Regions from separate parts of the Xenopus tropicalis genome. Here region 2 is linked to region 1. A link is a contact called in public Hi-C data. All regions are on one chromosome and are shown on one strand. Each heading gives the region's core, a stretch centred on a gene start, on an enhancer-like site or on the middle of the called end of the contact. The rest is flanking DNA. Distances are from core to core; before and after follow the strand shown.

What was found. A called contact is a pair of places that touch in the nucleus more often than the background predicts.
Region 2: a Hi-C map of gastrula embryo shows a contact between it and region 1, with 3 times the contacts expected there. The contact joins two enhancer-like sites. A contact is called at or near these places in 3 of 5 Hi-C or Micro-C datasets (brain, gastrula embryo and neurula embryo).

What each region holds. Positions count from the first base shown.
Region 1 is chr8:103,131,349-103,135,950 of UCB_Xtro_10.0, reverse strand. No RefSeq gene overlaps it. Among named protein-coding and RNA genes, the nearest start is that of daam1, 32 kb to the right of the region's middle. Within about 2 kb of position 2,825, at least 3 of the 11 cell types and tissues checked have an H3K27ac peak or open chromatin away from gene starts, as enhancers often do. A contact at or near this core is called in gastrula embryo, where this site is marked.
Region 2 is chr8:103,480,914-103,485,515 of UCB_Xtro_10.0, reverse strand. kiaa0586 (protein TALPID3) reads left to right here. Exons shown (of 32, transcript XM_002933744.5): 18 at 222-347; 19 at 1,948-2,028; 20 at 4,282-4,472. Among named protein-coding and RNA genes, the nearest start is that of kiaa0586, 25 kb to the left of the region's middle. Within about 2 kb of position 2,040, at least 3 of the 11 cell types and tissues checked have an H3K27ac peak or open chromatin away from gene starts, as enhancers often do. A contact at or near this core is called in gastrula embryo, where this site is marked.

The sequences.
Region 1 (4,602 bases), core at 1,576-4,075:
ATCAGGCAGATTTAATCATTGACCAAGGGCAAATGAACTGATCATACAGCAGGCCTACAGATACCTGGTGAGATTTTCAAAACTGCCCTACAGGTTTCTTTCCAGTTTTAAGCTAGAACTCTTTGGGGGAGACCATCTGGAAACCCCCCCATACACAGGCCAATATGCTGCCAAATTGGTCTAGAGGCCACCAGTGATTCTGTTTCTCTGCTCTAGAACCTTATTAGTAAACATATAAATTTAATAATACACAATATATAAAACATTTCCAAATGAAAGTTATTTGTTCAATATACAACATCCTACTGCACAGTTACTTCATCTAGAAAGATTGCAGGAACATGTAATATGTAAATCCTAGATCTATATTTGGGATTTTATGGAAGTTAGCACTATTTGTTGACAGCTTAATCTGCTCCAGGATTCTGACAAGTCATTTTAATTGGTCTGAAATTAATTAGATAAACATGTTCAGATACAAGCCACAAACAAACTTTGTATGGAAACGATGATGGGTCTTTCAGAATGTTATTTTGGATTACCTTCATATTCAATAAAAAACCACTCTGCTCATTATGACTGTGTTTAAAGGGGGGGGTACACTACCCAAAACCTGTGTTTGCATATGGTTTTTCAGTGGTTTTAAAGCTATTTGTTAATGTTGTTGCAGTAGAAATCAGTATTTGCTTATCCCTTTCTTTTCTCCGGTTGTGACTCTTGAAGAGGAAATCGAGATCAATTAATTTGCTGCTTCTGCTTCCCTGTTTCAGAAGTCAGAACGAGAAGTGCAGAGAATGTAAATAGACAGACAAATACTGCTTTCAATAACAGTTTCATTTACAAATAACTTTAGAACCATTGAAAATGTATACACCCCTTCCTTGTGCAAAGCTGCAGAAAATGTTGGGGCTTTATGTATATATGGTAATAATAAAAATCTCAGACTGAATCCTGATACCTAACAGTAAGCATCATGATTGGATGAGAATGAGAATGGTCTGGGCACTGGGATATTATTGATTAGGGCTTCTGTTTGCTGAAGTGCATTTAAAGTGTCTATAACTCATTGCCCATCAACACGGCATTAAAGTCAAATGCTACCAAGTAATTTTACATAACTGAACAAACACAAACTTGCAGTGTGCAAGGGGAGTCATATAGATGATCCCCACATCACTGTTCTGATCCCACACAAGTGTCCTCATATATGGATATACATAGCACCTGTGCTGTTATTATAGATAAATGTAACACAACTACAACAAAATTGCAGTTTGACAAACCTCTACAATGAGCCATATGTCTTCTGCTTTACCTGTGGTATAGCAGCAACCTTCTAATACAACTACATATGTTCCAGTTATGAAAAAAAGAGGTTTCTCCCACCCACCTCCGAGCTCAGGATTTCTATCAACCCAATGAACTGAGCCTCTGTATGGGTCATACAGACGGCATGTAAAGTATTTCTTCTATGCAAATATCTTTTTCAGTAATGCATATTTGTATTTACAAATATGAGCAAAAGCTGCCACACAGCTTCACTCTACTGAGGCATTCTACAAAGGATGTCATCAGTGTATCAATCACAGTTACAGGGGAATGTTCTTTTGGAGAATGTCTCAGCACTAACAAGCATTATGGCCGCTCCTTGTCATGTAAATGCAAATATGTAAGAAGAAATGTTGTGCACACAGAAGAAGCTATGTTCACATAATTTAATGTAAGGTAAAGTAAATTGTGTAATTTTTTTTTAATGAACTTATTGTAGCAATTATAGTGATTTGGTGTATAAAATGTACTTTTGAAATGAAATGCATGGATGTTTATGTTATTGGTATAGCTGGTATATGTTATTGGTATAGCTGTTATAGCCATAACCCAAAATACAAAAATAGATATAGTCAATTGCAAGGAACCACTTGAAGTCACATAGTCAAAGTTCCCCACAATAAAAAAAAAACCAAATATTGGAGCACAATTCTGAACTGCAGTCTCAATAGACTCCCTATGTACAGTTATACAGTGCAGCAATTAAAGCTCCGAAATTACTTTGAACGATGGTACAAATCATTGTAGCCTTTTGTCAACAGAGAGAGAAAGTAAATTTGATGGTACTTTATTCTTACATTAGAGGAATAACAGAGGACCGGGTGAGGTGTGGCTGTCAACCAAATATTTCATCAATCACCAGCTAAACTGAAGACAAAGGAAAGCAGCAGGGCAGGGCTGCTCCCAAAGGCTGGCTACTGAGTTCTGTATGTGGTTAAGGGTTGACATCTAGTGGTGATTAGGAGATACAACTGAATGCAAACTAAACAAAGGCATGTCTGCAGGAAGAAGAGAATATAAGATCAAGCAGAAAGGATAGAAAGAGAAGAACTGAGATGAAAACTAGGGCAAAAAGAAAAAAGAAAAAGGGAATATAAACCAGTAACAAGCTATAGAAAGAAATTAGAAAAATGTTCAAGAAAGTGAAGAGTCAAAGTAAAGAGGGAAAGTATAAATGAGGAGAAAAACAAAAAGAAATGAAGAGGAAAATAAAGGATCATAGTGTCAAAGGGTAATAAGCAAAAAGTGCGGAAGGAAAGCCCAGGGATACACAAGGGGGTATTCACAATGCCCCAAGCTGTGTCCAAAGTGCAAAAAAGGCAGCAATTGTCCATTTTTTTGCCACTGCATAGGGCATTGTGTGATAATTATAAAAGAACAGTGATTATCCTTTATAAAAGCCCAAAACAATGTAATATACAAAGCAGCTGCACCTGAAAAGCAAGACAAAGAACCTCACTAAAATTTGCAATTTAAAAATCACAGTCCCAAGTGTGCTTGAACAAGTTTGTGTATGTTATGCTAAGGTTGCTAGTTGCAAATGAAATAAACCTGTGAATAGCCGCAGAGACCTGTGGACTGGAGTTAGAACCTAGCGCAGCCTATGTTAAATTGTACTAGATTCAAAAGGGCTTAGGGGAGACAATCTTTAACTCAAATCGCAATACAGTGACGGGCACATTTATCAAAGTACAATTGATTCCAAACACAACATTTTTTAATTTTTTCTAATTTATAGAACTGTGCATATTTTCTGTGTTTTTTTCGTTAATTTGTGCGACTTTTTTTGTACTTTGCGACAAATTTTACGCGACAAAATCGTGTTTGTCGCAATGAGTACGAAAGTTTCGAATTCATTAAAGCTTCGTTATCATGACTTTCATTTGGCCAGGTTGGAGCTGCAGAGTGCCATTGAGTCCTATGAGAGACTTCCAAAAACATGCACAGAAGGATCAAAGAAGGTTTTCCCACCGTTTATGATCGTTCTGATACGAAACTTTCATGACTTTCAGATCGCCAATACGATATTATTGTGACTATTACAATTTTTTCGTAAGTATTTTCGTGACATTTACGATCATCAGAAATGATCGTATTTAATCCGAATTTTACCCATTTCGGGATCCGAACTCGTACTTTGATGAATCTGCCCCTAAATCTGCTAAAAGTTATTTCAACACTAAAAAAATTCAATAGGAATGCCACCAATATGTATTCATGCACCTTTGCTACCATCAAGCACAAGCTACTGTTTTATTGTTACAATTAAAAGTTAGAATGATTTACTTATCATGGACTCTAACTGATAGATAGCCTTCCCATAATTTTGAGATTTTTGAATAATGGGCTTCCAGATAAGGGATTCCTTTAGGGCTCTGGCACACGGGGAGATTAGTTGCCCGCGACAAATCTCCCTTGTCACGGGCGATTAATCTCCCCAAATTACCATCCCACCGGCGAACATGTAAGTCGCCGGTGGGATGTTACACGCTGCGCAGGCGATTTGCCGAAATCACGCCGCCGTGTGTGCCATCCCACCGGTGACTTACATTTTCGCCGGTGGGATGGTAGTTCGGGGAGACTACATTGTCGCCGGTGGGATGGCAACTGATGGCAACTCGGGGAGATTAGTCGCCGCGAACAGGGAGATTTGTCGCGGGTGACTAATCTCCCTGTGTGCCAGAGCCCTTAATGTTGTAATTAAAGGCACTTTGTCCTGGTCTAGTTACCCACAGTATTAATCACAGCTGACCAGTAAATGCTACCTGCTATGGGTTACTAAACACAAATACAAGAGTATTGTAGAAATGATACCTATATTGGCTAACCATAAAAATACACTGCAAGTTTTTGGAGCTCTAAGGCCCCTTCATCAGGCAAAATACAAATGAAATCTGGAAGGGCACAACATATATACTGTTAGATCAGAGATAAGTGTTCAATACATTAGGAACTTACAAACAGACAGAGATAACTTGTGAAGATAATAAAAGGACATGAAGGTGTTAATTCTAAAAGGGAAAGTTAAAACTAAACAAAAAAAAAAAGATTTATGAATTAAAATGTATGGAGTTATTTAACACATTAAGACTGGGCCTTAATTTGGGGTCAGGTTTCATGTCACACTGTGTGACCTGACCGAATCCACACCCCTGGAGTATTTACAACCCACCCTAATAAACATTAATTACTTATATATTATTTTCACAAGTTTTCTCTTTTCTATCTGTAAGTTCCTAATGTATTGTTCATGAACACTTCTCTCTGATCTAA
Region 2 (4,602 bases), core at 791-3,290, 350 kb before region 1:
TATATGAATGCTTCTTCCAATTCCATTAACAAATTTAAAACCATTGCACTTAATAATGCTTATTGGAAAGTTGCTTAGAATTGCAATTTTTTTTCCATCAAGCAAGAACAGTTTTGGGTTGGAAGACCCCTTTAAGTCAAATGTAGCAACTTCCATGGTTGGAATAGATCTGTTTATCATAATTAAGCATTCTTTATCTGGCATGCCTTTTCTCTGTTCAGGTGCTTCCCTGTGTTGATATTGACAGCGTAGCAAGCGAGAGCACCAGTGTGAGCCAAATGTCTCCCAATCAAGAAACAACTCCTCCTCCTACTTCCAATCCTGCTCCGATAAATCCTGACATACAGGTATTGTATTCATTTTACTCTGCCTCAGAACAATCAAATATGTAGAACATTATCAAATTCCAGAACTTTGGCTAACTGGTTTATTATTGTTTAGTCTGTAAGGAGAAGGAAAACTGTAGTGCAAGTCTTTGTAAGTGCAGTTTTATCAGTGGTATTTTTAACAGATCTTAAAGGTTATATTAGGTTCTGAACAGAGCTGGGCCAAGGTATTTGTGTCCAAGGCAATACTACTTGGCCAGGTGCCCTGGTATGTCCACAGTTTATAACAGGATTTAAAAGGTTTCTGCAAGGTTTGAAATCCATTTTGGATGAATTTAAAGCTACTGTACAAACTGAGGCACTAATAACAATGTACATGAAAACTGGAGCTCATTTTATATAAAAACTTCTGGACAGAAAAGGTTAATTTCACAGGGGTCCATTAAACCTCTTAGTACAACTAGAACAAATACATTATTCATATTTAATCATTCATATGGCTCAGCAGCATACTCATCTGTGAGCTCTCCCTTATTCCAAAGGTAATTTATTCATTCTTCATTTTGGCCCTGGCACCTTTTCAGTAATGCCATCAAATCTTGTTAGCTTTTAAGTAATGGAAAACATCTGTACATTTTGTGATAAAACCTGGCTGTTGCCATAACATCAGACAAAAGCTTCAGCTGCAGTGAGAGTTCGAACTTGTTCTACAACTCGGGAGTTCAGAGAGATCTGAGAACTAAAACATTAAGGCAGATGCATCTATTGACTAAAAACGGTTAAAGATGTCTTACAAAAAAAGAAAGGTTATTTACACACTGTTATTCATGCAGTCGTGAGAAAGTACACCCCATGTCTGTTTTTCTTTTCTTTTTTTTTCTTCCATATGTGGTGGACATATCAATATTTGATCTTCATCCAAACAGTACATAAAAATAAAGGAGATATAATTGATCTGAAAAGGACCATTGACCTTGCAGCCATTAATTCATAAAGAAATGAATAGAAAAGTAATTTCCTTCTTTGGGAAGAGTACATCCTTGGCTTTAATAGCTAATTAATTCTAATTTAAGCTATAGTTTATATAAATAAGCTGCTGTGTAGCCATGGGAGCAGCCATTCAAGCTGGGAAAAAGGAGAAAATGCACAGGTTACATAACAAATAACAGATAAGCTCAATAGAATACAATGGGAATCTATGCAGTTTATCTGTTATGTAACCTGTGCCTTTTCTCCTTTTTTCAGTTTGAATGGCTACCCCATTGCTACATAGTAGCTTTGTTTATATGCACTATAGTAGGGTTTCTGAAGCAGACACACAACCTTTGCCAGTGTGGGCCAATTGTAAATAATATATTAATTACTTTGATACGCTTTCATTTTTTGGTGTTACTGTTCCTTTAACCTCAGAGAATCCTTATGGAGAAAACCCACTGTACAAGTAGGACTTTGTCTTGATAAAGCATAACAAGAAGTCTGTTTATTTTCTTTCCCTATCTACAGTATAATGGCTGTCTTTTTTCTAACTAACTTACACAGATTTGTTACAAAGATTATTTGTTTTATGTTCCTGTATACTTAAAGTATCCATGTTTATAATGACTCCTTTAATTTCCTTAAGCTTCCAATACGTGTAGAAACAGAAGAGGAGGTCCTTGCATTTCCAGGCACTTCCTTTGTCCAAGTGTCAGAGATCACTCAGGTAACCTGGAGAAAAGCACACATTTGTGTCTGGCTAAACAAGCGTTTGCTGTTTACTTTGTGGCTACGCTTGAATAGTCAGGGGAGTAATTGTTGTTGCAGTTTCTGCTCTAATACGTAAACACTGTAAGCATCACTTAGCCTTCTCAGTCTACATACACCTGCACTGTTTCTAAATATCATTAGTTTCATAGGCTAAACATAAAGACCTAAACCATTCGTTGGAGATCTACAAAACTGAAACCTAATATGCCATTCTATAAACAAGCAGATATACTGCATCGGTTTGTTATCATCAGCAGCCTCGGGAGGGCTTGGTAGGTTTGTTGGTTGCCTGTACTCTCAGACAAATACATTCAGGAATTAAGTATTAATATTCCCCTGCATTTTACTTTGCTTTAATATGTAGCTGGGAGTGACATCTAATAAAATGCTTAACAGTGCATGGATGTCTCTTAAATATTCAGTCCTGTACAGTTTTACTGTCCACTAATAGTGGACATCAAGCATTAATTTTAATAAATACATATGGATATACACAGTTACAGATATTAACTGCAATGTTAAGACACAGGCAGAGTCAGGAGGGTTGATATTGTTTGTTCCAAATTTAAAACTTATCAAAAAACATTTACAAAATCAGACTTGTCGACTTCAGGACCTGATTATTGGAAATTACATTTGTTTTTTCAACACACACTATGGGGCACATTTACTAACCCACGAACGGGCCGAATGCGTCCGATTGCGTTTTTTTCGTAATGATCGGTAATTTTGCGATTTTTTCGGCGTCTTTACGATTTTTGCGTAAAAACGCGAGTTTTTCGGCGTCTTTACGATTTTTGCGTAAAAACGCGAGTTTTTCGTAGCCATTACGAAAGTTGCGCAAAGTCCCGATTTTTTCGTAGCGTTAAAACTTGCCTTTTAAGTTTTAACGCTACGAAAAAGGCGCAACTTTGCGCGCAAGTGTTAACGCTACGAAAAAATCGCGACTTTGCGCAACTTTCGTAATGGCTACGAAAAACTCGCGTTTTTACGCAAAAATCGTAAAGACGCCGAAAAAATCGCAAAAAATACGAAAAAGACGCAAAATGTTCGTTTCCAATCGGAATTTTTCCAATTCGGATTCGAAATCATGTCTTCGTAAATCAGCCCCTATGTGTGGGTTATACAGCCACCTGAGCTTCCAGACCTAAGTCATTAAGCATTGCTAAAGTTGCTTCTTGCTGTTTCCATGTGGATGTGCACAGCAACCCAGCTTCCTAAGCACTCTGTTATTAGTCAGGCCAGGAATTTCAGACAGTGGTTTGGAGAAAAAAAGAGGATCTTTCTATTTAGTTCAGTTGTAGAGTGACCCAAACCAAAACTAAAACCCGTTAATAACTACCAGATGTATGCAGCCTGGCCCAGGTGCTTTGTACATATAAAATCCCCTTCACTTCATTCTTTGATAAACATTTAGTAAAAACATCTGCAATGATAAACTCACCTAGGCTATATAATTTACAGTGGAAACTCATGTTTTTTTAGATATTATATTTGCCAGTACCCCCATTAAGAATTCTATTAAGCAGAGCAGGATGTTTAATGTTTGCGATACTGACAACTAACATTATACCGATTCTTTGTGCATCCATAAAAAGGGTGCTATGGTAAAATTTTTAATTTTACAATTTGAGACAAAGAGACTGCTTCAACAAATTTGTATTTGCCTTCCCTATGCATCAACCAAGGGCTAAACAAAACAGGAGATTTTGATCAGATTTTGCTGATCAGGCTTTATGTGCCCCACAAAAACTTGTTACACAACAGCACAAGATTTTGTAGGATCCTGAAAAATCTGATCCCAACAGCTGTATTGCAAGTCAGATCAGATAAACTCGGATGGTGGGTTTTGTTCCTGCATCTACATCATACAATTGTATTTCAATAAGAGAAAAAAGCCTTTCAGACACCATCAAATACTATCTTGTCAAATGCAGGCAGCATGCAGTGTTTCTTTCTGACAGGGGTGTTGTGTTGAATGGAAAACATAGTTTTACACATCAGTCCCACTATATTTTGGCCATTCAACTGCATCTTTCTTGTAGGAATCATTCTGTCAATCTGACACCATCCAACAAAATCTCCTGTGTTGTTAAGTCCTAAAACTCATTATACAACATATGAATATTGTGGTTGAATTGTTAAATCTCTACATATACCTTTTTAAGCAAATGGTTGTTTCAGTAGGTCCCCTTTATTCTGATTTCAGGATGAAGAAAGTGAGGTTGAGATTCCGGAGCCATTGCTGGAAGTTAACGGTTGTGCAGAAATCTTTCCATCAAAGTGTAATGGAATCCCATTTCCACCAAGTGCTCCCGCACCTGCACCTCCAGTGACTAGTGATATCTTGGAAGGGATCATTAGCAGAAAGGAGACTTTGGAGAACACAGTCATCAGCTGGTAATGTGTCCTAATATATCCCATAAGTGTCAATTATTCCAGTTAACTGTTATTTAACTATAAACTCCTATTCGACAGCCCTTACACCACCAAATGTTTACCAGATGCATCTCTGTTTTCCTGAATTCCC